6 separate regions of the Mus musculus genome follow, and all the other regions are linked to region 1. A link is a contact called in public HiCAR-type and promoter capture Hi-C data. All regions are on one chromosome and are shown on one strand. Each heading gives the region's core, a stretch centred on a gene start, on an enhancer-like site or on the middle of the called end of the contact. The rest is flanking DNA. Distances are from core to core; before and after follow the strand shown. Region 1 holds the start of Ltbp4 (latent transforming growth factor beta binding protein 4). Region 2 holds the start of Zfp940 (zinc finger protein 940). Region 3 holds the start of Sdhaf1 (succinate dehydrogenase complex assembly factor 1). Region 4 holds the start of Zfp428 (zinc finger protein 428). Region 5 holds the start of Pafah1b3 (platelet-activating factor acetylhydrolase, isoform 1b, subunit 3). Region 6 holds the start of Arhgef1 (Rho guanine nucleotide exchange factor (GEF) 1).

The links. Promoter capture Hi-C pulls out the DNA fragments that hold promoters and counts their contacts. HiCAR-type assays count read pairs that join an accessible place to other places. Capture Hi-C pulls out chosen DNA fragments and counts their contacts.
Region 2: a contact with region 1 is called in a promoter capture Hi-C map of liver, with 3 times the contacts expected there. The contact joins the promoter of Zfp940 here to the promoter of Ltbp4 in region 1. A contact is called at or near these places in 1 of 39 promoter capture datasets (liver) and 1 of 9 other capture datasets (liver).
Region 3: a HiCAR-type map of astrocytes shows a contact between it and region 1, with 4 times the contacts expected there. The contact joins the promoter of Sdhaf1 here to the promoter of Ltbp4 in region 1. A contact is called at or near these places in 3 of 39 promoter capture datasets (cranial neural crest, hippocampal neurons and maxillary cranial neural crest), 1 of 115 datasets of contacts at active chromatin or transcription factors (astrocytes) and 1 of 9 other capture datasets (adipose tissue).
Region 4: a contact with region 1 is called in a promoter capture Hi-C map of hippocampal neurons, with 4 times the contacts expected there. The contact joins the promoter of Zfp428 here to the promoter of Ltbp4 in region 1. A contact is called at or near these places in 2 of 39 promoter capture datasets (hippocampal neurons and pre-B cells).
Region 5: a promoter capture Hi-C map of stem cell-derived epiblast-like cells shows a contact between it and region 1, with 2.8 times the contacts expected there. The contact joins the promoter of Pafah1b3 here to the promoter of Ltbp4 in region 1. A contact is called at or near these places in 5 of 39 promoter capture datasets (cranial neural crest, hippocampal neurons, liver and 2 more) and 1 of 115 datasets of contacts at active chromatin or transcription factors (embryonic hindbrain).
Region 6: a contact with region 1 is called in a promoter capture Hi-C map of pre-B cells, with 3 times the contacts expected there. The contact joins the promoter of Arhgef1 here to the promoter of Ltbp4 in region 1. A contact is called at or near these places in 3 of 39 promoter capture datasets (cranial neural crest, hippocampal neurons and pre-B cells) and 1 of 9 other capture datasets (liver).

What each region holds. Positions count from the first base shown.
Region 1 is chr7:27,331,748-27,335,439 of GRCm38.p6, reverse strand. Ltbp4 (latent transforming growth factor beta binding protein 4) reads left to right here and starts at 1,792. Exons shown (of 30, transcript NM_001113549.1): 1 at 1,792-2,085. The coding sequence starts at 1,836. The region is part of intron 1 of Gm30543 (a long non-coding RNA gene); the gene reads right to left.
Region 2 is chr7:29,852,052-29,855,946 of GRCm38.p6, reverse strand. It overlaps Zfp940 (zinc finger protein 940), which reads left to right and starts at 2,299. Exons shown (of 5, transcript NM_173738.2): 1 at 2,299-2,450.
Region 3 is chr7:30,320,734-30,324,633 of GRCm38.p6, reverse strand. Sdhaf1 (succinate dehydrogenase complex assembly factor 1) reads left to right here and starts at 2,259. Exons shown (of 1, transcript NM_001033140.3): 1 at 2,259-3,225. The coding sequence starts at 2,305. The coding sequence ends at 2,661.
Region 4 is chr7:24,504,645-24,508,772 of GRCm38.p6, reverse strand. It overlaps Zfp428 (zinc finger protein 428), which reads right to left and starts at 1,686. Exons shown (of 3, transcript NM_146183.2): 1 at 1,337-1,686.
Region 5 is chr7:25,295,626-25,299,760 of GRCm38.p6, reverse strand. It overlaps Pafah1b3 (platelet-activating factor acetylhydrolase, isoform 1b, subunit 3), which reads left to right and starts at 1,775. Exons shown (of 5, transcript NM_001357350.1): 1 at 1,775-2,389; 2 at 2,586-2,675; 3 at 3,324-3,440; 4 at 3,518-3,640. The coding sequence starts at 2,309.
Region 6 is chr7:24,901,212-24,905,267 of GRCm38.p6, reverse strand. It overlaps Arhgef1 (Rho guanine nucleotide exchange factor (GEF) 1), which reads right to left and starts at 2,282. Exons shown (of 30, transcript NM_001130151.1): 1 at 2,140-2,282. It overlaps Cd79a (CD79A antigen (immunoglobulin-associated alpha)), which reads right to left. Exons shown (of 5, transcript NM_007655.4): 4 at 3,967-4,035; 5 at 3,410-3,837. The coding sequence ends at 3,724.

The DNA.
Region 1 (3,692 bases), core at 543-3,042:
CCGTGGAGAAGAGTCAGGTATCCCTCAACTGGCAGCCACTGACGTAAGCATATAATTCCTCCCCTTCCAACACACACACACACACACACACACACACACACACACACACACGCACGCACGCACACGCACACTGGCCTTTCACTATTAACTCATTGTCTGTGTTTCTGTTTATTCTTCCTTGCCTGGCTGAATCATTGGGTCTTTGCTTCTTGATCTGTTTCTGTCTCTACGCCCCACCCACTTTTCCCTTCCCATCCATCTCATATCGCTTCTCTTTCCATACCCTTTTTTTTTTTTTCTTCTTCCATAGTCCTTTCTCTGAAAGTATTTCTCTAAAGATATCCCAAGCCTTGCTCCCAATAAAAGGGCTGGGGGCAATGTTGGGCAAACCCACTCCTGGAAGTGCTCCTGGCTTAGGAGGGTTCCCCCCCCCCTTGAGGTGAGGAGGCCAATTTAATAGTAGTGACAGCCTCTTCCACCCTCTTCCACCTAGTTTGCAGGAGGCCCGAGCTCTGCTGAGGCAAAGGCGGCCCCGAGGGCCGTGGGCCCGGGCATTGCTGAAAAGAAGGCCCCCACATCGCGCCCCTGCCGGCCAGGCCCGGGGTAAGAACATCCGCCCTTCCTCCGTGTAGGGGGTGGAGGGGGGTGGTTCCGGGCCAGATAAAGCCGTCTGGTTCCCACGGTGCTGCCGCCGCCTACCAGTCCCCTATTGTAGCTTGGTCCACCCCACTCCCCAGGATGCGGCCACCTCTAGGGACCCCTGCGTCCGGCAGTATGAGGTGAGCCAGGGACAGAACTAGACGCAGGCCAAAGGCGCTGACCCATCAGGGTGGGGCCGGGAAGCCAGGCGTCCGGGCTCCCGTGGCTGAAGAGGGGGGCAACTCGCCCAGCAGAGAGCGAGGCTGAACCAGTCCAGACAACAAAAGCGATTGTGCGGGTTGGCGCCTGCCCCGGCACAAAATGCCCAAGATTGCGGGACGGCTGGGGGCCAAAGACCTTTCCCTCTTACATGCCAGACCGTCCCTTGACCCTACTTTTACTACAGCCCGGTACCCCAGATTAGAGCACTCTATAGACTCAACTACCCTCAGAAGCCCTCTCCTGCTGTGTGGCCTTCAGCCCAGATGCATCCCCCTCCTTCCTAAGGTTTTCCAGATGTGTGCCCCAGGCCAGATGTGAGGACCCCCGCCCACAGCTTTATTCATTCTGACCTCTCCCACCAGGTGTAGAGAGTCTTGGTGTGCTGTGGCGTCTTCAGGTGTAAGCGCCTTAGTCTCCTCTCCAGAATTCAGCTCCTCTAATTCCTTTATGTGTCCTGTACACCGACCCTTCTCGTCACCCACAGATGTACCATCTTGCTGCCCAAATGTGCCATCCTTGTCCTCTATCTAGATGAAGCCTCTTCCCCCCCACCCCCTACCCCCGTGCCTGGTCAGAGGATCAGTCTTCAGCTGGCTCCCCAAATGCGGCCCCCATTACTCTAATGGATTTCCTCTCAATGGATTCAACTCTCTCTGGGAGCAAACCCGCCCGCCCCCACCTGTTCCCTTCCCTGCTACTCCCCATAGGCCCCATCCACTTGTTGGAGCACGGGTGGGAGCAGAGGGGGCGCCCTCCCCTCCCCCCTGCGAGTCTAGCGCCCAGCCTTCGCGCCTCTGGCTAAGCGCCCAGCCCCACGCGCCCCCGCGCGGCCGCCCGGGAGGGAGCGATGGGGAGGGGGGGCTGAGCGGGGGCGCGGCCGCCCTCCCCCGCGGGCGGGCGGGCGAGCGGGCGGGCGCGGCCGGGCCCCTCGGGCGGGCTGGGGCGGCGGCGCGGTGGAGCGCGGCGCTGCAGCCATGGCGGGCGGCGCGCAGCTGCTCTGGGTGTCGCTATTGGTGCTGCTGGCGCAGCTGGGGCCGCAGCCCGTACTGGGCCGACCCCGAGAGCGTCTTCGCGTGCGCTTCACCCCCGCTGTGTGCGGCCTGCGTTGCATCCACGGGCCCACTGGCTCCCGCTGTACCCCGACCTGCGCGCCCCGCAACGCCACCAGCGTGGACAGCGGCGCGCCCGGCGGGGCGGCCCCGGGGGGACCCGGCTTCCGCGCCTGTGAGTGCGGGATGGTGCTCCCAAGGGAGGAGTGCCCGGAGGGAGGACCCTGGAGACAATGCCTTAGGGAGCAGGAGCCCAGATTCCATGTACAGAAATGCTGGGGACTCCGTGGGGTCTTTGAGGAAGGGGGCTCTGAATTCCTTATTTGGGGAGTGGATCTCCAGGGCGCTGATTTCAGGAGCATTGAGTGTTTTTGGAACTGTGGTGTCCCACGTGAACGGACTGAGACTAGCTTTCATCCCTTTCAGTCAAGGCGAGGATCTTAGGATCTGGGAACTTTTGAGATGGGGCCCAAATTCGCAGACTGTGCGTAGTGGGTCAGCAAGGAGTGTTTCAGAGTCGCATGGGGTGGTGGGGCATATCTCAAGTTTCTAGGTCTGTCTTTGAGTGGGGGAAGACTAGGAAAGTCTGGCATGGGACTGCTTGTGATGAAGAGCTAAGCGGGAGGGGACCCAGGAAAGACGGGGTGCCTTTCGGCAAGACCTGAGTTACAGCGGTTCCACGTGCGACAGATATCCAGATAGGAGGCCTGAGGAAAGGGCGCCCCCTGGGGGAGGAAGGGACCGGCTTGCGCTTCAGCTTCCTCTAGACAAGGGGAGCATTCTGGGGTTCAGGTGAGGTCAGGAGGGTGCGCCACCTGCTAGCCCAGAGTGTGGGGATGGACTTGGGGGTCGGGTTTTCATTGCTTCTCACCCCTTACGCCCTCCGGAATGGGGAGTGGGGCCCCTGGCGCCGAGAACTCGCCCAGGCTGGCCCCCAGCCAGCCCAACCCGGCCGGCGTGAGCTCATCTCCCGCCCGAGCCCCCGCCCGCTACCACTCCCTCTCTCCGCCCCTTCCTCCCTCCTTCCTTCACTCTCTCCCGGCCCAGCCCCAACTCGCCCGTGCCAGGCGCCGTGCCCAGACGGGTGCCAAACCCCTGGAGGCACAAGGAGGAACATGTGAAGGCGGGCTGACCTCGGCAAGACCCCTATGTCCTTAGCTTCCTGTTCTTCCAATGTTGTGGGACATGAAGTTAGTTTTGCCCATTTAGCAGCAAGCCCTCTGATATGGGCACCCTGAGCTGGGAGTCTGTATTCAAGGCAAGGGCAGGCAGTGAAATGACTTAAGAGACTAAGAAATGCCCCTAAACGTGGTGGCTTCCTCCCATCTGAGACACTTCCATTTTTCCAATCTTGCTTCTTTGCTGAGCCCTTCTTAAGCTCTGCCCTTAAAAAAAAAAAAAAAATTAAGGTACCTGGAGTCCAGGTTTAACGCTCCTGACAGGAAATCCGGGTTTTTGGATCCCGGATCCAAAGGTCCCTCTTCACCCAGGGGCAAACACTACAGGAACTCCTCCAGCCCAGTTTCTTCTCCCTCTTTGGAGGTACTCCTCCAAGCTGCGCCCCTCCCAGGAGAATTCTAATATTGTCACCCAGCGGCTTCTCGCTTCCCCTGAAACATTCAAGCATGAGCCTTAAGTGGAGATACTTCTCCCCCTCCAACATCTCCCCCGATTCTCTTCCCACGTAGCTTCATTTTTCCTTCTCTTTCTAAGGTAGCCTTCCCAGACCTATCCACACAGGGCCATTAATCAAGACTCGGGGCAACCAGATCCTTGGCTAGG
Region 2 (3,895 bases), core at 1,050-3,549, 2.5 Mb before region 1:
GTGTTCCTACCCTCATGTGTCCATTGTGGATCTGATGTGCCGCCTGGAGAAACCTGCCAAGTATGATGACATCAAGAAGGTGGTGAAGCAGGCATCTGAGGGCTCACTGAAGGGCATTCTGGGCCACACCGAGGACTAGGTTGTCTCCTGTGACTTCAACAGCAACTCCCACTCTTGCACCTTTGAGGCTGGGGCTGGCATTGCTCTCAATGACAACTTTGTGAAGCTCATTTCCTGGTATGACAATGAATACGGCTACAGCAACAGGGTGGTGGACCTCATGGCCTACACGGCCTACAAGGAGTAAGAAACCCTGGATCACCCATCCCAGCAAGGACACTGAGAGCAAGAAAGAGGCCTTTGGTTGCTGAGGAGTCCCTGTCTCAACTCGGCCCCCAACACTGAGCATCTCCCTCACAATTTCCACCCCAGACCCCCATAATAACAGGAGGGGCCTAGGGAGCCCTCCCTACTCTCTTTGAATACCATCAATAAAGTTCGCTGCACCCACCTTAAAAAAACAAAAGTATCTAGTCCAGTAAAGACAAAGTGTCCTTTCCAAGGAGGAAGTGTTCCAATGTAGTCACTCTGTTACCAGGTCATTGGCTGGTCACCTCAGGGAATAGTACCATATCTGGAACTCAGTGTTGGTCTCCGCTGTTGGCAGATCTGGCACTCAACAACCGTTGTAGCCAGGTCAGCCTTGGTGAGTGGAAGTCCATGTTCTTGAGCCAAAGCATCTCCGCTACCATGGCCACTTTATTCATGTGCCCATTGGGGAATGACAGGAATGGTTGGGGAAAGAGGCTGACTATTCATAGAATGGGTCATCTTATCTACTTGATTATTGAACTCCTTGGCTGAAGTCACCTCTTTTTTTTTTTTAAGATTTATTTATTTATTACATGTAAGTACACTGTAGCTGTCTTCAAACATGCCAAAAGAGGGCATCAGATCTCATTACAGATGGTTGTGAGCCACCATGTGGTTGCTGGGATTTGAACTCAGGACTTCTGGAAGAGCAGTCAGTGCTCTTAATGACTGAGCCATGTCTCCAGCCCCTGAAGTCACCTCTTGACGATCATTTATATGACACACAAACATCTTCGACACAAACATTTCCCATCTTTTGAACATTTAGAGAGATATATCCACGTACTTCCTCCCCAGATGTCTTTCTCACCAATTTTCCAATTACGTTTTTTTTTCAAGTCCTTGACCATCCAGCCAATCCGTTGACTATCGTCCATGAATCAGTGAGCAAACCCAATTCTGGTCATTTCTCCTTCTAAACAAAATGTGTGACCACCAGAAGCTCTGCCCACTGTGAAGATTTCCCTTCAGTAGTCTTTCAGGGTTGTCCCAGAAAAGGGTTGTAATGCTGCAGCTGTCCACTTCTGTGTGTCGTATGCGTAATGTACAGAACCATCAGTAAACCAGGCCCTAGTCATCTCTTCTTTAGTCAACAGAGCACAGGCGACACACTGTGAGGCTATAGGTGCATGCTTGGCAGGAGATGGCATTGTAAGAGTAGAAACCATAGGCATTTGGGCAACTTCCTCATGTAACTTGATTGTTCCTTCAGGATATGTTTGGGTCCAATCACATGCATACCATTTGATATTGATATTGCACATCCTACTTTATCTTGTTTAATGAAAATCTAAATATAGCAAATCCTCTCTCTCCTGATCCTCAATAACATTTATTTAATAACTCTATCTTATTATTGTTTTTGATTATTGGATGGTAAGTTATATTTTATTCATGTTAAATAACTAATTATTGCTTAATATCTAACCAATCTGTACCTTATGTTTTAGAAGACAATTTTTGTTTTCTTTTTATAAAGTTTATTATCATTATTTTGGAGAACAACTTTTCCTTCGTACAATGCAATTAATAGAGTCGATAATTCTTGGTTGTCAACTTGATTACATCCGGACTTAACTAAAACTCCCAAAATAGAGGGCACACCTCTGAGGGCTTTCTGCTCATTTTGAAGTGGGAAGATCTACTGTGAATCTGGATTTTTGAATAAGGAAGACACATCTTTAGTCCAGAACTTTAATTCAGTTTTAAACTGGGCCATGTTTTTTTTCTGGAAGCGTATATAAGGACATGGAAGAATGAAACGTTCACTCTGCCTGCTAGTCCTCACCTTGCCAGCAAATCCTTCATTGGCAAGTGTTCTTTCACACAACCCAGTCTAGGTTGGCTACCGCGTCCCCTCTGGTGACGTAAGAGTCGCATGGACTCCTGGGAAATGTAGTTCAAGACTTGGCCAGCGCCGGGTCTCGCGGTGGACCCTAGGCTTGCTTTATCAGACACACCAGGAAGCCAGTTAGAAGCCGTCTGCATGCCTGCTTGCTGGCTGGGAGCGCACGAAGCTGTGGAGGAGGACAACTGAGGAGCGTGGAGCGTTCCCGAACCCCAAAGAGAATCCCAATGTAAGACCTGAGTGTTTGAGACCAAACCATCCCTGGGCAGTCTGATGAGAGGAAGCCGCCTGCCTAGTCCCGTGGGTACCAGTGAGCAATGGAAAATCCTAGTGTGTGATACCCTGATGAGACCTGGTGTGTGGAAGGGAAGTGAATTGAGAGAAACTAGGCGCGGATAAGACAGATGGATTAATGGGGAGGCACCAAAGTGCTGGGTAGCCTAATGAAGGTGAGGTTAACACTGTAGCGTGTTTGATTTGTGCATGTGATGACCCCTGAATGTGGATCACCTGGGTGGCAGGGAGTGGGGACAGTCTGAACCCTCTAAATCTCATTTCCACCTCAAATCGTGATTAATACCTGAAAAGTCTTGGGTTCACGGCCGATTATTGTCCTTTTGCTTCAGTGAGTAGAGGCGATCTCAACTCCAGAAAGATGGCATGGCGGGGGCTTGAAGAAAGGAGAGGTTTCGTGCGGAAGGTTGCTGTGCAGATCATAGAAACACCTGTAAACAGTCTGTTTTGCTTTCAAGGGTTGTAGGCAGCAGGGTAGGAAGCAGGGAGGGTCTTACCTTTCTGGGAAGGAATGTGTGCCTTTGAGGATGGGGAAAGAGGGAAGTGGAAGGGGACCCTTTCGTGTATATCCATCACGCTGGAGGTGTTGGTACTGGTAGATACAGTTAGTTTAGATTTCTTTCTTTTTCTTTCTTCTTTGTCCCCCCCCCCCCCCCCCGCTCCTCCTCCTCCATTTTGAGACAGGCTCTCACTATGTACCCCTGGCTTTCCTGGAATTCACTAAGTAGACCAGGCTGGCCCCGAAAGCACAGAACTATGCCTTCTTCCACCTCCCCATTACTAGAATTCAAGGTGTTCAGTTTTGAGATGGTACTTGAGTTAAAATTTAGGGCCTCAACTGTTTTTTTACAGATAGTTGGCCACATTCCTAATCTAACATAAACAAGAAGAGATGAGAGTAGGTAGAAGAAACGTAAAGAAGGTTCTGGCTTGGAGATGGCTGTGGAGGAGGAGGAAGAGGAGGAGGAGGAGCAGCAGCAGACCTTTAATCCCAGCACTTGAGAGGCAGAGGCAGGCAGATTTCTGAGTTCGAGGCCAGCCTGATCTAGAGAGTGAGTTTCAGGACAGCCAGGGCTACACAGACAAACCCTGTAGTGAGAATTCTGGAAGTTTGGGTTCTCAAAAAACACAGAAATATAAGAATATGCTTTCATTTTAATCCCAGCTGTGGGGATATGCTGATTTGCCTCATGCTCGAGCAGAGGAATGGTTTTACCAGTTGGAGACAGATTCTGTAATTGTGTGCTGTTTGGAATTCTGGGAATTTTTCAGAGGGTAAATGCTAAAGCCCCATAGGTGGGTGGTTTTTGGTCCTTCCTCCCTGCGCTACCCTTCCCCCCCCCCCCCCCCGTTGGTTGCAGTTTGTTACTCATGCTCCAG
Region 3 (3,900 bases), core at 1,010-3,509, 3.0 Mb before region 1:
CTACAAAGGAGATGGAGGGTACATCTTTAACATAGCAGTCAGGTGCACAGCTAAACATCCTCATTCTGGGGGGGATGGGAGGTGGAGATTTGAAGATAGCGACAGCTTGATTCACAGACCCCTGTTGTGTCTGCGGGGCACAGGTGCAGCCACCATTCCAAGTTCCTACAGTTTGGCAGTCCTGGTGGGGAGCCAGCATTTCTGTCTCAGTTTGAGCAAAAGTCTCAGGGCTGATCCTCATTGTCCCAAAGCTATTTTCCTATCTCTAAACCAATCACATTAGCTGGCTGATGGGACAGGTCTTGGGACATCAGTCCACATCTGGAAGCAGAGAGAAAGTATGTCACTTAGGAAAGCCCCACAAACTGAGAGCAAGACTAGTTCCCCAAAGGCAGATGGAGGGGTTCCAGGTCAGAAAGTCTTAGGGAGAGCAGGGACAGGGGGGACAGTATGTGTTTCAAGTTTTGTGACTCTCGAGGCCACAGGAAAATAAAACAAGCCTGTTAGATGAAGTTGTCTTAGAGGTAAAGAGCCACTTGATAGGAAATGAACGGAAGTTTAAAACCCAGAGGGAGCCTGAGAATCAAGAGGATTCAGTAAGAGGAGCAAGCTGAAAGAAGACATATCTGCACTGGTGTGGCCATCATACAGTTGACAGCACTGACCACTTCAGAATCTTTTTGCTGTTTTTGTTTTGAGGGAAGAGTATGGCTATGTATCCAGACTGGAATAACAGGTACAGCACCACAAGCTGGTTTTATTCAATGTCGGATCAAACCCAGGGTTTCATAAATGCTAAGCAAGCAAGCACTCTGGAATGGAAGATACATCTCTGGCCCTGTACAGCATAAATCATAGAAAACAAACAATTAAACATTAAAGTATGTAGAGTTGTTCCTGGCATAAAGTAAGAGTTCAGCAAACAACTTAGATGGAAAAATAATAAGACGGGGTTTGGGAGTTTGGGGGAGGGGTTGTTTTGTTTTGTGTTTCAAGACAGGGTTTTCCTGGCTGTCCTTGAACTCACTCTGTAGACCAGGCTAGCCTTGAACTCAGAGATGTCTGCCTCTGCCTCCCAGGTGTTGGGATTAAATGTCTGCACCACCAGGTAAAACAGATTATTATTAAGACATAGATAAGAAAGATGAGACAGATTCATTTAAGTTGTTTACTGAACATTGACTAAAACTCCAATCCCCTAAATTCCCTCCAGCTCACTAGCTTCCCTCCCCCAGATACTTACTCATTCCCACTATCCTGATATTCACACTGTTCTCTCTACACTCTCTCCTCCTTCTGTTTTCTCTGTTCACTATCTCCTGCTATTACGTTTTAAACCTGACAATAGTTCTGCTATACTGCCTCAACCTTCATTTTGTAGCTCATGACCTTAGTCTGACCTAATGTTCTTTGACTATAACATCATGTTGCTGTATGGAGCCTCGAGACCTATGGAAATTCCCTAGACTTCCTGCCTCTAGACCCAGCCAATCAGCTTAAAGGTCATACAGTACGGCTTTGTCTAGATAGCCAAATGCACCTGTTCGTGGGTTTTCCCATATAAAAACTGGCCCTGAAAACTGGCTAGGGTGTGCATCCCTGATTAATCAGTGTTGATATGTGTGTTCAGTAAACCGTTCCGATACCCTACTGACATTGGTGTCTCCCAGTGGTTTGTGTGGCTAATCCTTAACTTCAACAATATTCTCTCCCCTCTCGCAGACAGCCCTGGCTATGCAGTCTACTTCCTCTCTATTTTGGACTCTTCTAGATGCCTCTGGCTGTCCTCTCTCTCATATCTACAAACAAACAAAAAGTTTTCGCTTGGCCGTACCACGGAGCGGTCATGTCGTCAGTTTATGCACGTTCCAGCCCCCAAAATAGTAAAGATCTTTTTAAAAACTGCTCATCCCTTCCCAATATCCCTCTGCCTTCTGGTGAGCCCCGGGTTCGATCCCTTCGCTCTCAATCTTCCGAGGGCTCAGAACTATCTCCTCCTACACTCTTTCCAGAGTCTAACCGCTTAGGCCCTTCCCCATGCTTCCACTCAAGTTCAGAAATATCCAGGACTGTAAGGCACTCAAAAACTACTCTTTAGAGTGGCCCGGAGCACCAGAGACTCCGCCCACTTCCAGAGCCAGCCAAGATGTACTGCAGTACTGGCCAATCAGATGCGGCAGCGCCGGTGAGCAGGAGGCGGGACTTCTGGCAGACGTGCCAGTAGCCCTGCCCGTTAGCTTCTCAGCACTGTGTGTCGGGGCGGTCCTTCCGGCCAGTGTGGGGCCTCACCGCGACGCCGCGGTCATGAGCCGGCCCAGCCGGTTGCAGAGGCAAGTTCTGAGCCTGTACCGCGAGCTGCTGCGCGCCGGGCGCGGGACGCCGGGCGCCGAGGCGCGGGTGCGGGCCGAGTTCCGGCAGCACGCCAGCCTTCCGCGAACCGACGTGCTGCGTATCGAGTATCTGTATCGCCGGGGTCGGCGCCAGCTACAGCTGCTGCGTTCGGGCCACGCCACGGCCATGGGTACCTTCGTGCGCCCGCGGGGTCCGGCTGAAGAGCCCGGCGACGCGACAGCCCCGGGGACCAGGCTGGATGATGGTGGTGCCCCAAAGAATTCTTGTGAAGATACAGGGGCGCGGGAGACGCGATCCGATGGACGGTGACAGACAGACCTAGAGGAAGGTTCCTTCTGACAGTTTGGGGAGGATCGTGAACTCATCTAAATGGAAGCTGAGATGTCTTGAGAGATAACCGAATTTTCCCGATGCATAGTGAGAGATCAGACACTCCCTCACCAAGGAGGTTCCGGGCATTCTGTGGCACTGGCGGACTGCATAAGACATGCTGTGATACACCAACCCAAAGTCAAAGAGAGAGCACAGGCGCACTTTCTCCTCCCATCGGGGCCGTGGCACCTCTTGACAGACAGCTCTCTTGACTTCTTAAGAACACACCCACCTCCTCACTCCCCGCCCCTTGCTGTTTTTAACGTGGAGAAGACAGACTTTTTGCCGCGCTCGTTTAATAGAATACCCTGATGAACCGTGAGAAACTTGGCAGTCTGACTCGTTGTGAAGAACCGGGTTCATGAGGGAGATTACACTAGCTCATCTCAGCTGATGAGCCTGAGACTCTTGGAGAATCCCTAGTCCCTACTCCTGTTAGTCCTCAGGATTCTTGCATAAAGGAAATAAAAGTGAGGTGTGCTCACTTCCTTGTTGTCTTAACAATCTTGTTGATTCTTTTATTAGGGGTCTTTGCTTTTTCTTTTGAGACAGAGTCTTGTTATATAATATAGCCTAGGCTGGTCTCAGCATTCACCTCCTTCAGACTCAGCCTTCTAAACTCTGAGATTATAGGCATGTACGGCCATGCCAAGGTTGAAGAGGCAGGTGGGAGCAAAGGGGACCCAGCTAAGGCTTGGTGTGTGACAGAAAAAGATTCTGTGACACTTTTTACATAAGACTTTGACCTCACTTGCGTAACCCCATCACAGGAGGCTAGCTCTCTGCTCATCTCTCAGCTTCAGTTTTATTTAGCAAGGTGATCCTGGTTGCTTTAGTTTTTGTTCTTTTTAAGACATGGACTCACTTAACCCAGGCAGGCCTCAAACTGGTCATGTAAGGGATAATGGCCTGCAACTCCTCCCTTCTCCTCCAGATCACAGGCATGTTCTACCACAACATATGTTTGTTGTTTGTTCTGTTTGTGGCCTTGTGCTTGCCAAGCAAGTGCAATAACCACAAGGATTCACCTGCAGCCCCGAGGTGACCCTGTTAATCATGGTGCCATCTCAACTCCAGAGTTATGGAAGTAACTACAGAAGACCTACTGAACCTGTGCCCTTTACATACCCCAGCCTCCGTCTCTTCCTGGCTCCAGGGGCCTGAGCTACATAGAGT
Region 4 (4,128 bases), core at 437-2,936, 2.8 Mb after region 1:
GGTTCTGGGGACAATAGATATGGACACTAATAATATGGCAAAGCCTGAATTTAGGGCCTGGGGGCACAAACAATGGTAGAAAGCACACTGTTCAAAGCCCAAATGTCAAATTTGCTGTTGGAGGAATGCGGCTGGAGCAAGAGGAGGAGGTGGCATCATTGGATAGGGAATTTACTAAAGACACCTAGATACTGGATCAGGCCTTTGAAGGACCGAGAAATAGTGACTGGCAAGGAAGAGCTCTCATGATTAATCATCAGATGTTGGGCCCCTCTAATTCTGTAGTAATACATTATTTTTGGAAAAACTCGCACCATTCAGCAAAGAAAAACTGAGGACAACTGGTTGTTTCTATTTTAAATATTTAATATATGTGTTCCATGCAACAATACCTAGGATTAGCCATTCCATAAACCCACTCCCCCTTCTTTTTTTGAGATCTGATGCCCTCCCCAAAAGGAAAAAAAAAAAAAAAAAAAAAACAGGTCTAGAATAGCGAATCCTCCTGCCCCAGCAGGAATTATAGGCGCGTGACACCACACTGGGCTTTAACTATTATTCTACTTGACCATCACAGCAAGGATTGTTAGGACTTTTCTTGGGGGTTTACTTGGGGACAGCCATCCCTCTCCAAACCCACATTATATAAAGCTTCTTCCAGAACGTTCCGGATATCAAGTGGAAGCATTAGGACAGGTGGAAGCCAGCTGGGCGTGGTGATGCACCTCTGCGAACTCAGCACTTGGTAAATTATAAATTCTAGGTTGTACTCCGCGATATTGTGGGTCCAAAACCCAGCTACATGAAACCGTATGCCTCAGTTCCCTCAAAAGCAGAGTGGCCAGGACCCCACCCACACATACGCCTCACAGTGCGTGAGTGAACACAATAGATACCTTTCCGCACAACGCTAGGTAGGACTGGGACTCGGACAAACCCCGGTACCAAACAATAAAGATCAGCTCCCACAATGCCCCGTGACAGCGTCCCACGATGCCTCGGGCCTTTAACGACCACCAGGCACCCAAACGCTCCTTGCCCCGGGGCTTCTCACAGAAGGCGTGTGCGACGAAAAAAAAAAAAAAAAAAAAAAAAAAAGTCCCCTCCAGGAGCCCAGGCCCTTCCCAGAATGCCCCAGGCCCAGAACGCCTGGCCCACGGGCTCCCACAATGCCTCGAGGCGAAGCTGTGCTGGGTCCCGAGCCGCGTGCTGGGGAAAGCAAGGGACTCCCGGGCCGGTCACTCGGCCAAGCGGCCGCGGGCTCCCGTCATGCAGCGGGGCTGTATCGCCCGCTTCCCAGCATGCCCCGCGGCCCCCCCCAAGCTCGGACACTCACCGACGCCGGCGGCCCCGGATCAGGCTCGGCGGTGGCGGCTGCACGCCCGGGCACTGCGCCTGCGTTTCGGGAGGCTAGGCGAGCGGGCGAGCGAACGGGCGAACGAGCGAGGGGCGAGCGAGGGGCGCGTGCGCGGTCAGATGGACCATTCCCGGAGGTCGATGGGAAGAGGGGCTCAGAGGATGGCGAAGGCTGTAGAGCTCACGCCGGCGGGGGTGGCGGGCTCTGCCGCTCACGGCCCCGCTAGACTTGGTACAGTCTGCGGCCCGAAGGGTGAAGAAGCTTTAAGAATCGCGCGTGCGTGCGTGCGCGGTAGAGCGAACGCGCCTTATAAATAGTGGATGCCTTGGAATGAGGGGGGAGAGTGGGGGCCTAAATACTCGGCCCGGATCCCCCGGGCTGGAGGCTCGCTCATTTGCATAATCCTAGCGCGGGACAAAGGAAGGCCTCCCGCACTGGAGGATGTGATTTGCATATTCCCGGGAGAGGCTGTTCTTCAGAGCGCAGTGATTAGCATATGGATGGGGAGGGGGGGGGCACCTGGAAAAATAAAGCGCATGCGTGTAGGGGACTGCAGACTTAATCGTGGTGGGCTGGCAACCTTGTCCCGAAACTACCGAAGGTCTGGGACCCCGTTCACGTCCCTGTCACCTAGGATAAATTCCTGGACAGCACGTGGTTTCTGCGTTGCGAGAGATCTGAACCCCCAGTCTAAGGAAAACGAACCACATTTGATTAGACAAATACTTAGAACTGTCAAGACCTGGAAGAGAGAGAGGTAGACGGCAGGAGGCCGTGGATGCCAGAAACGCCTGCCCCAGCTCGAGGTTCTGCAAGGGCTTCCAAGGGCTGATTTTTAAGCCAGGTCTGAACTGGAGCCAAGTAGAATGCCAAAAAGCAGAGGGAATAGCTGATGCAAATTTCCAGAGGCAAAGTAGTGCTTGCATTCTTAGAGGGAGTCAAGGCAGCTTTTCCGTGGAGCACAATTAGAAAGTCTGCTATAGGTGTTTGCTTTTTTATTTCTTTTTTTGTTTTTCTTTCTTTTCTTTCTTTTTTTTTTCTTTTTTGAGGCAGAGTCTCATGTAGCTCAGGCTAGCCTCCAACACCTGGGTCGAAGAAAATGACCTTGAACGCTACCTCTTGAATGTTGAGATTACAGGCATATGGCAGCCAGCCCAGCTCCTGTGGGTAATTTTAAAGGGCCATAACTTCATGCTGACTATTTGTAGCCATCCCTACAGCCCTCTCCTTCCCGAATGCTTTTATCACTAGCAATTTAAAACTCTAGAGTCCCATTACACCACAGAAAAGGAATAGTTGTGTTTTGCTTTGTTTCTGAGAGTCTCCTTGTGTATTCTGGAACTCACTCTAGCTCCGGGTGGTTTTCGTCAACTCCCTGCAGTTCTCCTGCCTCAGCTTCCCAAAGGCTGGGGTGGCAGGTATGCACCTCCCACACCTGGTCTCCCAGTCAAACTTGTGTCCCTGACGCCTCTTCTGGACCCACCCACCGTTTTATCTGGTCCATATCCCCAGCACTTCAAACACAGTAATCCCTTTGCTGTCTCAGGCTTTGATCTTGCCTTTCGATTCATCGGGAAAACCCTTTGTCCCTGCTGCTCCGAGCTCACTCTCTCCTGGTATTGATGCCAATCCGAAGGGCCTTCCTTGATGATACAGCTCCTGCAGATTGAGTGATTTAGGGAAATTGACACAGCACTGGTCTCAATAAATGCAGCGCTCTGGGTGGAAATGGGGTGGAGGGTGCCTGGGGCTTTGGAGTTCTTTAAGTCTCCTCACTCTGCATGAAAATTTCCATAACAAAATAAAACAGTACCCACCCAACCCCCCACCGCCGCACGCGTGTGCGTGCGTGAGTGTGTATGTGTGTGTGTGTTTATTTTATTCAGGCAGGGTCTCACTACTTAACCCTGGCCTGGAGTTTACTATGTAGACCAGGCTGGCTGCAGATATCCACTTGCCTCTTGTGCTGGGAATTAAAAGTGTAAGCCACCACCACAGGAGACTGATTGACCCACCTTCCTTTCTTTCTGAAACAGGAGCCTAATGTGTAGCCCAGGCTGTCCTCAAACTCACTCTCCTGCCTCAGCTCCTTGAAGGCTGGAATTTTAAGATTTTAAGCATATAAATATTAAGAGCCCTCTTTACAATTTAAAGCAAGCTTTAAGCTTTTCTGCTTGGGGGGTAGGGGCACACAGTCTTGCAGTCTTGCTAAGTAGCTAGGAGTGGCCTGGAACTTGCTCTGTAGAGCAGGCTGCCCTGAGCTTCTGCTCGCTGAGTGCTGGGCTTCCAGGTGTATCCCACCACGTCCGGCTCTGAAACTGTTCCCATTGCTGCCTAGATGCGTCTGTTTCCTTCATCAAAGTTTCACAAAGGTCAGAGTACAGTGACCTTTTCACCTTGAGCCCTTAAAGCCTAGAACAGGATCAAATTTCAGATTCCTGTTAAACTGAAAAAAACAAAACAAAACAAAACAAAAAAAAAAGCCTCTTTTGTGTTTGTGTGTGTGTGTGTGTGTGTTTTATTCACAAATTGCTGGCTGTGGTTGGATCAGCCTGTAACCCCAGCTTTTTAGAAGCTGAGGCAGAAGGGTTACCGGAGTTCAAGACCTGCCTGTATTATAGTATAAGATGCTGTCTCAAAACGAAGAAACAAACAAACAAAATCCTCACCACGCCTCTCACCGCCCCCCTCCCCAAAAAATCCCCCAAGTCTGGGATTTTGAGGAAGAGTGGCTGGTGGTTGGCCTCTCGGAGGTCTGGCTCCTTCATCTT
Region 5 (4,135 bases), core at 526-3,025, 2.0 Mb after region 1:
GATCTGACACCCGGTTCTGACTTCTGCAGTCACCTGCCTTCAAATGCACATATAATCTTACAAAGATATAAACACACACACACACACACACACACACACACTCAAATTCACACACAACCACACACTCACACACAGCTTTCTTGGGCTGGAATGGTTGAGCACACCTTTATTGCCATCACTAGGGTAGATTTGGCTAGTCTGGTCTACACAATGAGTTCTGGGTAGCCTAAGCTACATAGTAAGACCTCCTATTTAGAAAGAAAAAAATCAAAACCAAAAACTTTCTCAGGCAAAAGTGGGGCTCAAGTAGAAAAAGTTGAGGAAGCCCTGTTCACCATGGTAGAGGCTGGAGGATGGTGAGTTTAAAGTCATCTCATACATGAGACCGTACCTCCAAACAAGCACACAGGAAAGAAGTTCTGTTCTAGAGAAACACAAAGCCTCAGAGTCCCGGGCCTTTCTCAGTCATGTCTGAGTCTCTCTCTCCAACACATGGATGGAGATAGCCAGGATCTGACCATTAATGTAACTAATATCATTCTGCAAGCACTGCACTTGTTTAGTAATAACTTCATGCCAGGTCCAGATTAGGGAAAGAGATTGAGACAGAATGTGAACACAATAAATAAAACTCTTCACTACTTTAGTATCAAGCCAACAAGAAGGAATGGATAGGTTTGAAAGTTCAGTCGCTAGGTGGGGCTGCCAGAAAACAACTAGGCCATTTAGGGGTGAGGGAGACCCTGGGCATCTGAGAAAACACTGCGATTTGGGGTTTAGTTTGAGCCAGGGAAAGAAAGAAGATGATAGAAAGTGGCCTTGGCTACAGACATGGGATTTGGAGTCCAGAGCCACCCACCTGAAGTTGATGATGGAACTTTGTATCTAGAGAGAGGAACAGAGGCCTAGGAGGTGCAAGGTGATCTGCAGGACGGATGCCAAGTTGGACCTGGGCTGGGCCTTGCAGCCATCTCCAATTTCTGATCTTTCTGCACCTCTTTCACATAGATCTGATGGTGCCTCTGAGGCATGAAGATATGCATTTGAGATTTTATACCACTAAAAAACTAATGTTGAAGCTGGGTCTAGTGGCACATACCTATAATACCACCACTCTACAGGCCAGCTTGGTCTACAAAGCAAGTCCAGGACAGCCAGGGAGGGCTCTGTCATACAGAAAAACCCTACCTTAAAAACCCTACCTTAAAAAAGACACACACACACACACACACACACACACACACACACGTATATACATATACATAACAAATAAATAATAAATAACAATAACAAAGCCTTAGTGTTGGGCTTGGCCTGGTGGCACACAGCTTTAATCTTAGCACTCAGGAGTCAGAGGTAGGTAGATCTCTGTGAATTCAAGGCCTGCCTGCTGTTTATAGCAAGTTCCATGAGAGCTAAAGTTACAGAGTGAAATCTCATCTCAAAAGAAAACAGAAAGTTTTAAATAGGGAAGTCCCCTCAAAGCCACTCTGGTGCTGCCTCCACCAGCTTCACTTCTTTTTGTTTTTGTTTTCAAGACGGGAGTTTCTCTGTGTAGCCTTGGCTGTCCTAGAACTCTGTTGACCAGCCTGTCCTCGAACTAGTACATCCACCTGTCTCTGGCTCCCTCCAGTGCTGGGATTAAAGGCGTGTGCCACCACCGCCCAGTTTGGCTAGCTTCCTTTCAAATCCCTACACCAGTAAGAAATGGGAGCGTCCCTTCCCAGGTGTCTAAGAGCCACCCCCTCCGCGGATCTAGGAATGAGCTCGTCCACTCCCTCTCCTATGTGAATGGGTTACACACACACACACACACCCCCGTAGGTGGTCTCTTCCGGAGTTTTCTGGCCCTGCAGCAAATGATTTCCTCCTCGGACGGAGGGCGCTAGATTGTCCCTGGTCCCTGTCGGCTTTACAGGTACCCTGCCCCTTTCCGTCCACTCTGGGTTGTGTCTCTCTTGTCTGCGCCCCCTCTTCCCCTGCCACGAGTGCCGCTTGGTCTCGCCTGCCCCTCCCCCCTGCGTTGGGCCCCCGTGGCCGCAAGGGGTCCCGGCGGGAAGCGGCAGACGAGCCCACTTTGCGGCCTCCATCGGGGGAGGGGAGCGAGGATTCCTTCCTACGTGACGGTTTCTAGTCTGCGAAAGGAGGCGGCGTCTGGGCTCGGCCTTCGCCCTACGCGCGAGCGAGCGCGGCAGGACGGTCCATTGTGTTGGCCCGAGAGGTAGGGGTGGGCGTGGCGGATCCACGTCCTCGCGGAGCTTTCCCGGGCGGACTCCACTCTCATCCCCAGGGGGCTGCGGTGCTGAGGATGAGTGGGGAAGGGGAGAACCCGGCCAGCAAGCCCACGCCTGTGCAAGACGTGCAGGGTGACGGGCGCTGGATGTCTCTGGTGAGTGACCGCGCGTGGTCCCCAGGGTTAGGGGCTTGGGGGGCGTGTATGTCTATAGAACTGCTTCGTGACATCCTCCTCCTCACCTAGGTGGGCAGCCTGGTTTGGGTTGTTTGGGGTTGTTCCGCCTGAGGCAGCGGGGTGGGGCGGGGCCTGGAGCGTGCGTGCCTTTGACTCTTTCTGGCTTTCTCTGCAGCACCATCGGTTTGTAGCGGACAGCAAAGACAAGGAACCCGAAGTAGTCTTTATCGGGGACTCCTTGGTTCAGCTAATGCACCAATGTGAGGTGAGGGTCCACCCGTTTCCTCCTTCCTCATCCAGGCATGCACCCTCACTGGCACTTCAAGCCCAGAACCTGATAAGACAAGATAAGGGGTACAGAAATGCCCGTGGTAGCAGGAATCTAAGAACCCCATGTACATGTCTGCTGAGAATGAAGTGTGTGCCCTGAGTTTGTCGGGTTGGGTTTGTCTCTGTCGAGTTAAATTGAGGCGTTCCTTCAAGATTGTGTCAGGTGAGGGCTTTTCATTGTTTGTTTAAGGTGGGGCACAGCCCCTGTTGGGTTTACTCGAAGTTGTAATAGCTTTACAGAAAGTGAAGGTTGATTGTAATGGTATTCTGCAAAGACTTTATCAGTAATAAAGTCCCTAAGACGTTTAGCTACAATGGCTTTCCCCCCCACCCCACAATGAGGTTCAGTTGTATTGCCATTAGCTCTGTGTATACTTAAAGCAGACAGGATCTTCATAAAATGAACGTAACTTCTGTGAATTTTGGTTAAAGTGAAGCAGTAATAAGTTCCATGATTCCGGATTTGGTCAAGCTGAGATTTAACCGGACCTTGTCCATAAAGTAAGGCTAATCCATAATGATATGTCCATAATGGCCTGGACAGAGGGTGGTGGCTAGTGTCTACGTCATTTCTTGACCCCAGATCTGGCGGGAGCTCTTCTCACCTCTGCATGCACTTAACTTTGGCATTGGTGGTGACAGCACACAGCATGTACTCTGGCGGCTTGAGAACGGGGAGCTGGAGCACATCCGGCCCAAGGTAAGGAGGCCTGGGTGGTGGGCTAGCCGCTTTTTTGCCTGCTTCTTTACTATTGATTTGTGTCACTCTTTCCACAGATTGTGGTGGTCTGGGTGGGCACCAACAACCATAGCCACACAGCAGAACAAGTGACAGGTGGCATCAAAGCCATCGTACAACTGGTGAACAAGCTGCAGCCCCAGGCACGGGTGGTTGTGCTGGTGAGAGCCTTGGAAGAGTGGCAAAGGAAAAGGGGCAGCGGTTGTGGTGGCACATGCCTATAACCCTGGCACTTGAAGGGCTGAGGCAGGAGGATAATTGAGCTAAGGGTTGTTCTGGGCAATATGACAAGACGTTGCCTTTAAATGTTTTTTTTAAAAAAAAAAAAGTGGCAAACCTGCTGTACTTGACACAGTTATGGACACCTTGGCACAGTGGTCTCCCACAAAGTGTCTGGTAAAAAATTTCTACACTTTAAGAGTGGCTATGGGCTAGTGATGGTGGTGCACGCCTTAAATCCCAGTGCTCTAGAGGCAGAGGCAGGCAGGTCTCTGTAGGTTCAAAGCCAGCCTGGTCTATATAGTGAAGACAGCCATGGCTACATAGAGATCTTGTTTACAAACAGTGGCAGGGACCGTTCGCCTGTTGCCCAAGGGAATGCAAGGTAATTTGAATGTTGAAAAAAATCTCAGAAAGTTGCCAGGTGTTCCTGCATT
Region 6 (4,056 bases), core at 1,033-3,532, 2.4 Mb after region 1:
ACTTCTGCAGACACCCAGGATGGACCCAGCAGCTCCAGAAACCTGGGCTCAAAGAGGATTTGAAAAGTAGACATAGGTAAAGCTGGCAAAATGAAGCAACTGACAAAGTCCACTACTGTCCGGCAGAGGGAGCATTTTGCACTTGAGGCTCTGGAGGTGGGGTGGACAGGGGAAGTCAGGGCAGGTTTAGGTCTATGCAGTGTGTGTGTGTGTGTGTGTGTGTGTGTGTGTGTGTGTGTATGTGTGTGTGTGTGTGTGGGGGGGTCCTGAAGAAGTAAACACATAAAGGCGCCTGGGTCCTAAGGGCTCACATTCAACAAGCCTTTGGACTGGATTATTTAGGTCTCCAAGAACTTCTGGGAGCCTTGAAAAAAACTACGAGGGCCCTGGAATGTATACAACCCCACATTCTATTTGACATATAGTGGGCCTCAAGAATCCAGAGAGATGGTGATTCTAAAGGGAAAACTAATGGTTTATGGGACCTCGATAGTGGTGTGTGGTGGGTTCTGTAGGGCCCTGCCTTGATCTATGAGAAGCCTATGCTTATGTTAAAAGCCAGGTCTCCGTGAAAGGCTTCCTGAAACCTGGAAGGTATGTGAGCTCTTATTGACCTATGTAACGTGGCGGGTCTTCACGAGCCCTAAATCTTACGTGGGACGTGGCTGATCTACAACAGGCGCTCACTAATTCTGCAGCGGTGGTGGTGTGGGTGGCAGGGAAGACGTGTGGGGTCAGGTTTCACGGCAACCAAGGGCTGCCTATCTCACCTGTCGGATGGGAAGAGAAGCAAGCCACTGCAGCCTCAGGAACCGAAGCCTCCGCGCTCGAGCTCCAGGTTCCCCCACCCGTGCCGCAGAGTCGCTCTAGCCGAGCCAGAGGCCGCCTTTGCGTCCAGCTCCACTCCTCCCTCCGGCCGCTCTAGCCCGCCTCCTACCGCTCTCCGGCCTCGGCAACTCCACTCCTCCTGCCGGCGGGTATCGCAATACACGGCGCCACGCTGGCCCGATAGGGCCGCTCTGGTCTGCCTTGGAGGACCCTTGTTTCCGTATTTCGACTGCCCCTGTCACTCTCCTGGGCCCCGCCCCCTTAGCAGGAGTGGTGCATGGTTCCATTGCCTGGTTAGGGCTCAATCTCGGAGAAACTTCAAGTCGCTCAGGTCCTAAGCACCTATCGGGACCTCACATGAGCTCTACCTCCCCAACTCGGACCTATTAAATTCCAAATGCTTGTATACCCTCTGTCACCACTGTCAACTCCTCCCGCTGTAATTGGAAAGAAAAAACAAAACAAAAACAGAACCCCCTCACATAGATAGACACACACACACACACACACACACACACACACACACAAACAAAAGCATAAAACACTCATGCGCTCGAGCATATATTTTCTTCTGATAGACTAACCTGCAAAATGCAATGACTTCCCTTTAGGCCTCAGTCTTCCCATCTGTTCAATGAGGATATGTTTCCGGTTCTCTCCCCTACAGCCATCTCCCAGAGTATAATTAATACCACAGAGAGGGTAAGGAAAAAAGCTTTCTGAGACGTGTTTAACGCTCTGTAAGTCTCGGCTTTAAAATGTACTGCAGAGATATTTGTTTATTTTAGGGAGCTCTAATCAAGCATCCATGATCGCAGGGACAGCTCTTTACAGGAAACAGCTTTGAGTTCAAGTCCCAGATGCTCTGTCCCTACGACAAGGCAGTCCGACTCCCTGGGCCTCAGTTTCCCTGCTGATAAATGAGTGTTATCGTTCTTCGCTGGGAGCCTGGATCTCTACCTACTTGTGCTCTCGACAAGTGCTCTCTCTCTCTCTCTCTCTCTCTCTCTGTTTTGTTTTGTTTTTTTTTTTTTTTTTCTTTTGAGGCAGGTTCATGCTAGGTCGCCCAAGCTAACCTCGAACTCATGGCAATCCTCCTGTCTCTGCTTCCCAACTCCTGGGATGACAGGCGGGCGCCAACGCGCCGGGTTTTCTCTTTGCTCTCTTTGACAGATGAGAAAACCGAGGCCAGAGAAAGGCGGCTGCAGGTTCACTGGGCGCACCCTGGGAGGCCCTCCGCGCCCGGTCCCCTCCCTGCTCCTCCCTGCGGCGGCTGGAGGAGGAGGCCGGGCGGGGCCAGGGACAGTGTACCTGGTGTCCGCGCGGGGAGGTGACCGGCGAGGCGCCCGAGGTCGGGCTCGGGGATCCCGGGCCCGGTGTCCCGACTCCGGCTTCCTGGCTCTGGCGGGCAGGAAGTCGGGGCGTTTTTCCGGAGCCCCCGCCCGCCGCCCCTCCCCGCTTCCTGCCCGCGCCCCGTGCCCGCCCGGCACCTCGGCTTCCTTCCCCTTCTCGCCGCCCGCGCGGCTCCTCCTTTCCCCGCGGGCGCGTCCCCACCCGGCCCCGCCCGGCTCCCCTTCGCCTTTGTCCGCCTCCGCCGCCCTCCCTGCTGTTGCCCAGCTCCTGCCCTGGCCCTTACTCTCTCTTTCTCTTAGTTTGCGACAAGGGCTCCCTATGTAGCCCTGGCTGGCCTCGAACTTGTTGTGTAAGGCGGGCTGGATTCGAACTCAGGTGTCTCTGCTTCTGGAGTAGAGAGATTAAAGCTAAAGGTGCGCGCCACCACCCTGATCTCTTTTTCGAAGCTCGAAGGCCTTCCTGCCCACAAGGTCAGGGGCCCATCCAGGCACTCCTTGCTTTCTGGCCTCTGTTGCTTCTCCCTGCTGCAGCTCCTCTGTGCCTTGATCACGCTGGGCCCATTTCTTGCTGTTGGCTGTCTCTCTCATGCTCTGAGATTTCAGGCTTTGTCCTTTCCTCAACTGTTATTATCAGGCCAGCCAGTTTGTGTCTGCTTCTTCCTTTGGCTATTTATCTCTGCATCCTTGTCTCTGGGGATCCCACTGAGTCTCCTCTTGGCCTCCTGTCTTTTAACAACCTGAGTCTGCTCTTCCCATCCCAATGACTGTCACACCACTCTAGCTCTCTCTGTCATCCCCCTCCCCCCGGTTCTTGACAGAAACTCTCCAAATCTGCCTTATGCAAGTGAACCCATGAGGGAATTAGGCCCCACTCCAGAAAATAATATCTTGTGTTCTCAGAGTTTAAATATAGGTAAAAATTTGGTAACACCCGGGCTGGTTCCCCCTTGCTTTGGGACATGAGGAGGGTGAGGCCCTATAAGGGAGATAAACCAGCATTTCAATTGGGGTGGGGACTTCCCCAAGAGACTTCCTGTTATTTTGGGGGGAGGGGGTTGGGGAAGACAGACAGCAAGAACTGTCTGGTCCCAGATCTCAGAAGTGGTCAGGTGAGAACTTGAACCTAGAATCCTGGGTCTGAGGGGGGAGGGGACTTGGGTTTTCTGCTCCTGGTTCCCTGGCAGTGTTGAGGAGCAGTCTACATGAGATCCATGACTCCTGCCAAGGGCTGCTTTGGGAAGGATTTATTATCACTTAAGTGGCCATGACAGATCTGGGAGGAGGGGGGGTGACACTAACGAGGCTGCTGTAATCAGCTCCCCTAGAGGCAGCGATTAAGGGCTCATTACCCACTAGAGAGGGAGCTGGACTTGGGGAAGGACAAGATTAGGTGGGAGAATAGGGTGGGGCAGCCTGGAGGCAAGGGTAGGCCACTCGAGTGGCTGGAGCAAGCACTGGGAAGGGGGGACTCCAGGGGAAGAGTGGGGAGGCAGGGATGCTGGAGTCAGACATATGGCAGGCAGGGAAGGGTGGGACATGTCAGTCATGGCTTTTCCAGCTGGGCATCTCCAATGTGGAGGTTGCCCACATCCTGGTAGGTGCCCTGGAGTCCCCTGGAGATGTCCTCATACATAGAACAGTCATCAAGGTTCAGGCCCTGCAGGGGTCAGAGAGGAGACATCAGTACCCTGACAGCTGGAGCCCCAGCGTCCAGTCAACTCCAGGGTGAGACTCAAGGCAGACACCACACCCCATGCACCCGACGCCTGCTGCAAACAGTGCTTACCTCATAGAGATTTTCATCTTCATAGTCATCTGGCATGTCCACCCCAAACTTCTCATTTTGCCACCGTTTCTACAGAAGGGGATGAAGTAG